Regions from separate parts of the Oryctolagus cuniculus genome. Here region 2 is linked to region 1. A link is a contact called in public Micro-C data. All regions are on one chromosome and are shown on one strand. The core of a region is the stretch at or near the end of the contact, and the rest is flanking DNA. Distances in the headings are between cores, read along the strand shown. Region 1 overlaps CCDC34 (coiled-coil domain containing 34). Region 2 has its middle 140 kb from the start of BBOX1.

Evidence for each region. Hi-C and Micro-C count contacts between places; a contact is called where the count stands out from the background.
Region 2: a Micro-C map of ear pinna shows a contact between it and region 1, with 9 times the contacts expected there. The contact joins two enhancer-like sites. A contact is called at or near these places in 6 of 6 Hi-C or Micro-C datasets (ear pinna, embryonic fibroblasts, liver and 3 more).

Annotation. Positions count from the first base shown.
Region 1 is chr1:39,113,976-39,116,905 of mOryCun1.1, forward strand. All of the region lies in intron 8 of CCDC34 (coiled-coil domain containing 34), which reads left to right. Among named protein-coding and RNA genes, the nearest start is that of CCDC34, 83 kb to the left of the region's middle. Within about 2 kb of position 1,281, at least 1 of the 8 cell types and tissues checked has an H3K27ac peak or open chromatin away from gene starts, as enhancers often do. A contact at or near this core is called in ear pinna, where this site is marked.
Region 2 is chr1:39,224,700-39,227,587 of mOryCun1.1, forward strand. No RefSeq gene overlaps it. Among named protein-coding and RNA genes, the nearest start is that of BBOX1, 140 kb to the right of the region's middle. Within about 2 kb of position 1,577, at least 1 of the 8 cell types and tissues checked has an H3K27ac peak or open chromatin away from gene starts, as enhancers often do. A contact at or near this core is called in ear pinna, where this site is marked.

The DNA of each region.
Region 1 (2,930 bases), core at 31-2,530:
AGTACCCTCTGAAGTTCTTAACTGGTGCTTTTCTCATGCTAGGACCAGAGTTAGAGAATTCTCACTTAAAACAGTTCGCTTGTTACAGTAAAGGACTCCAGAATGTTCTGAAGGAGAAGGTATGCTGCAGTGATATCTTCTCTGTGTGATTTGGGGAATCAGAGTATTGTGCTTAAGAACAATATCTATTCGCTTTGAGGGCCTTTATTTCTCTCTATGATTCTGAGCAATACTCCAGCCCACCTACTCCATCCACATATTCCTGTGATCTGATGGACTTTCTTCATGGAGTGTGTGGAACATTTAGATGACCAGACTCAGACTTTAGATCGTGAAAAGCAAAGTTTGCAGGAACACAAGGATCTTAGGTTTAGCTGATTTTCTACCCAAATTTATTTAGGGAAAGTAGAGTCTTGATATTTCCTTTTCTTATAGTCCTTCAGGCTGTGTTTCAATTCTGAAGAAAACAATCATCTTCAGAACACTAAATATCATTTTTCATATATATTTTCAGGAAGCAAAGTAAAGACGTAATTGCTAATACCCATTTCTTCTTGCATTTTCTATTGCTATAACAGAACACCCAGGACTGAGTAATTTATAAAGCAAGAGATTTAGTTTGGCTCACAGATATCCAAGAGTGTGGTGCTAGAATCTGATTGGCTTCTGCTGAGGGCTGCATGGCAGAGAGTGGAAGGGCAAGTGGGTGCATGTGAAAGAGAGATCACATGATGAGAGAGGAGGCAAGAGAAAGCTCAGGAAGCCCAACTCACTGTACAACCTGCTCTGCAGTAACACGCATCCAGTCCCAAGAGCAAGAAGTCACTTCTCCCTGGAGACAGCATTATGCTATTCGTGAGGAATCTGCCTCCTGAAATACCTCCCACTAGTGCTCATCTCCCAACACTGTTGCATTGATGAATTTAACCTCAGCATGAGGTTAAAAAGTGGGGACAAACCATAGCACCATTAGCAAAAGTGACCAATGAAATTGTCAGGCACTGATTCGCCAATTTTTTAAAAAAATTGAACGATATACCCTCATAAATCCTGCTTTCGCCCAACTTAACTCTTTAAAAACAGACAAGTCTATATGTTTTTTAAAAAGATTTATTTATTTACTTATTTGGGGGTGGCAGAGGGAGGGAAAGAGAAATCTTGTATCTTCTGGTTCACTCCCCAAATGACCACAAAAGCTGTTACTGGGCAAGGCTGATGCCAGGACCTAAAAATTCTGGATCTTCCATGTGAGTGGCAGTAGCTAAAGTACTTGAGCCATCCCAGGAGCATTGGCAGGGAGCCGGATCAGAGGCTGAGCCGTCAGGACTCCATCTGGCACCCTGATATGTGATGCGGGCTTCCCAAGCAGAGGTTTAACCTGCTGTGCCAGGCCCTCCCCAAATCAGTGTATTATTTAAAGAAATGCTGACTACCTCTCTGGAAAAGCTGTCATTAAGTCCATGTTGTTTCCTGCAACCAACGACTTTCTGGTGCTGAGGAGGTAAGAATATTCTTTTTTTTTTTTTGACAGAGTAGACAGTGAGAGAGAGAGAGAGAAAGGTCTTCTTTTACCGTTGGTTCACCCCCCAATAGCCACTGCGGCCAGCGTGCTGCGGCCGGCGCACCGCACTGATCCGAAGGCAGGAGCCAGGTGCTTCCTCCTGGTCTCCCGTGGGGTGCAGGGCCCAAGCACTTGGGCCATCCTCCACTGCACTCCCTGGCCACAGCAGAGAGCTGGCCTGGAAGAGGAGCAACTGGGACAGAATCTGGCGCCCCAACCGGGACCAAAATCCGGTGTGCTGGCGCCGCAGGCGGAGGATTAGCTTATTGAGCCGCGGCACCTGCCAAGGTAAGAGTATTCTAAGACATAATTTATTTTTGTTTTGTATTTTCTTCACCCATTGACGTGGAAAAGGCTCCCTTCCACTACCATGTCAAGCCTGAGCTCTCGTTGCAGCTCTTGGTGTCTGCAGTCATTCTGGCAGGAAGGCTTTCTCTGCTGCCAGAGAGGCAGGAGATGGCAGGTTACGAAGAATGAAGCCCTGCTAGGTGTGTTCATTGCCGTTGATGAGAAACAGCTGCCCTTCCTTGTTGGGCCAGTTGTTTAAGGCGTTCCACTCCTCTCCCCTGAAGTCTAATAAGTAACCAAGACAAATCAGCTGATTTGGGTCACACCAAGCTGGAATCTGCCAGCCCATTTTAAGAGTGACTTAAATTTATGGTGTCAGCATTGGGAAATTTTCTAGAACAATGCAAACAGCTAGATCCATGGTTCCATGAATGATCACAAGCTGAGTAATTTTCTCCTCTCTGTTCTCAGGGGCTGCTGTTTCTTCTTAAAGCTTTCAGGTGGGAAAACTCAGAAGGTTGGCAACAGAATCACTATTACCTACTTTAGGATAATGCAAATTTTAATGTACACAGCAATCACTGGGAATCTTGTTAAAAATGCAGATTTTTATTCAGTAGTTCTGGGTGTGAGGTTGAAGGTGGAGGAACTGAAATTCTGCATTGGAAAGGCTCTCCCAGATGATGCCAGTGTGACTGGTCTTTGGACCACACTGAGCAGCAAGCCCCAAATAATTTTTATCTTTGTTTCCTGTTTCAAGCTTGCATGATATTAGAAGGATGAAGAATACATTTTCTAATCCAATTTCTAACACTATCAGCAATGGAGAATGTATAAGTAATGATTTCAAATCCCATGGAAAACCATGAGGCTACATATTTCTATCCTCTGAATTAACAATTGGACAGCCATGACCTTGAAGCCTAATTTATTGCAAATCAAAATTTTGAGAATAGACCTGTAGAATTCATACACGCAGAAAGCAGAACTCATTCAGATTGGTTTTTCTCATAAGATTGCAAAGCAGCTGTTTATGGGAGGTTTTTTTGTTGTTGTCAAGTGTCATGCTGTCTACTATATT
Region 2 (2,888 bases), core at 327-2,826, 110 kb after region 1:
ACTTCTACCCTCCCTCATTCTTATTTTTCTGCTAATTTTTACAATGATATAGTTTCAATTTTCTTTAAAATCAAAAGCTTAACCCACCACTAAATACAAAATTCAGCATTTTGAAAAAGATTTATTCATTTTATTTATTTGAAAGGCAAAGTTACAGTGAAAGAGAGGGAGAAACAGAGAGAGTTCTTCCATCCACTGGTTCACTCCGTAAATAGCCACGATGGCTGGTGCTGGGCCAGCCCAAAACCAGCAGTCAGGAACTTCCTCTGGGTTTCCCCCGTGAGTGCAAGCGTCCAAGCACTTGAGCCATCCTTCACCGCTTTCCCAGGTGCGCTAGCAGGGAGCTGGATTGGAAGTAGAGCAGTCAGAACTTGAACCAGTGCCCACAGGGGATGTTGGTGTTGCAGGTGTAGGCTTAACTCACTATGCCACAATGCTGTCCCCATGAGTTCATTAATATTTTGATAGTGATTCTCTTCTGTTACGTTGATTTTTTGTTTGACTCAAGTCACACAGAGCCACCTGATTTGAGGATATAATTCATTTGCCATTAAAATTACACAAATATTCATTTTTGTTTTTAGAAAATGAAATTGTAAAGATGGAGGCTATTTTCTAGTTATTTTCCCCTGGCTCCTATTTTATAGTTTCCCAATGATGGAATCTATTATGAAACAGGATTTCTTAGAAAATAAGGCAGGCTTCTTTTCTCCCTGGGAGTTGCTATATGAGCTGGTAACTGCTTCTTCAGACCTTTCTGATCAGGTAATGAGACATTTTCCAACTCAGAGAATGTCATAATTCAGTGGAAGTGATCATGAGTTTAGTTCATATCCTCAGGATACTTTTTGTGGCATTTGGTCCGAAATGTGCTGTGCATTGGTAATTTGGGAGCCAAAATATTCGAAGTCATGGAAACTGAAACCGAGAGCCTCTTTGAACTTGATTATGGTCTGTAGCATGGGAGAAGGCCATGGTGAGCTCTTGTGCATGAGGCTTCTTTGTACCCTCTCAGCCAGCCTTTTCTCCTCTCCCAGCACTTGCCCTGCACTGCCTCCAGCAAGAACAGGGCCCAGATGCTGTGTGGTTCTCCCACAGGGATAACCCGTGGCCTTCCTGTGCCACAGAAGCCTACCCAGGGTGAACAACAGGCCTGGAATGAATTCATTTATTAAGAAGGCTGGTGGGAAGTTGTAAACACAGCTGCTGACTGCTGGCTCTGCAGACCTGTCTGCATATGGCAAGTGAAGCAATACTGGGTGGTAACACAGCCTCATTGTCTGGGGTTTCCTTAACTGAACTTCATAGAATTCCCTTGGCAGGGCAGCCAACAGCAACATGGCAGTCTCTCCAGAGATACCCAGAGGCAGGATTCCTTTCGCCTGGTGTTTCTATCCACGGAGCCCATCTGATGATGACAGAGAGCCTTGGAGAAGGGGCAGGAGGAAGAAATAGTAACTTATTTAATAAGAGGACATGTTTTCCAGTGATTGAACACTTTTGTTTTTGCTGAGTTCCCAGTGGAGACAGCAGTTAAGCTTGTCAGCTGTCTTAGTAGTATTTGCTTATGCTTCTCCCCAAACTGGGCCTTGGCAGTTTTCTTCCTGGGAGAGACACATTCACACCTTAAGCAGATGAAATTGTCTGAAATGCAAGGTAGAAACTTACTTTCCAGAGATCCAGAGTCTAGAAAGTATTTCTCTATTTGCCTTTTCATATGAGCCCAAGCTTCGCCAGTCCCTATTTATAGATGAAGAAATGAAAGTTCAGAGAAGTTAAACAGTTTGCAGAAGGTTGAATGACAAGCCAAGTGGCAGGGCAAAACTTGCATGGAATCTTTACATCTCTGGAACGTGTGCTCAGTCCATGGCACCCTAAAAGCCACACCAGCTCGTCTGAGACAAGCAGGCACTCAGGTACTTGTTAGGGTGCTGGAACCCCAGGAGGCTTCTGGAACTAAAGCTCAGGCTTGCCGACCAACATTTCCTGCATCAATATTTGGATCAACACTCAAAGCTTGCTGACAGTGCGCTCTAGTAGCAGAAAAGGAAACACATGAGGCAGACTGTTTGTAAGGAAAAATGGGAGGAAAACAAGTGAGCTCACAGGCTGCCTGAAGATGATGGTGCTTTGATGAACACCTTCCTGCTCTAGGCAAAGTGTTTTACTTCATGCTTCAGAAGGCTTACAAAGTGTCCAGTGCTTTTGGAGTTTCTAAGGCTGGATTCTTTGAAGAATTCAACTTGACCAATATGCCCACTATGTTTCCGTGGTTTGCAAAGTACCATGGTAGAAGCTGCAGGTGGGGGTATCAGAAATGACTAAACCAGACCCTTGCTTTTGAGTTGCTCCCAGTCTTGTAGGAAACACTGACTGGTTGTAAACAGCTTTTTGCAACATGAGGCAGAGGAAGTAAGTGCCATAACCGAATGAATAATTGAGTGCTCTGTGAGCCGGAGGAGGGAAAACTCATTCCAGCAGAGATAATGGAAGACTTGAGGTGGAGGAGGGATTTGTGGCAGGCCTTGAAGGACAGCAGGATTTAGCTAGAAGAAATCAGGGGAAGAGTATTCTGGGCTCAGAGCCCAGAAGAGCAGGGGTTTATTTTCCATGTTCTATGTCACTCACCAGGGGATGACTGGGGAGGTGGAGAGGGGAGGGCGAGAGGGAGGTGAAGGACCTGGGAATAGCTGGGAGCAGAAGGAATGAGGCATAGAAAAAGGAAAGGGAGCCACTGAGGAGGGGTATTTTAACCCTTTTATGTTCAGGGACCTGGAAAAGGTTAGCCCTATCCCACCAGTCAATTCTCCTCCCATTGTCAAGGAAGGGAAGCTAAATGGGAATTTAGTTAGCTCTGTAAGATTCAGTAACCCTCAATGCACCGTTCT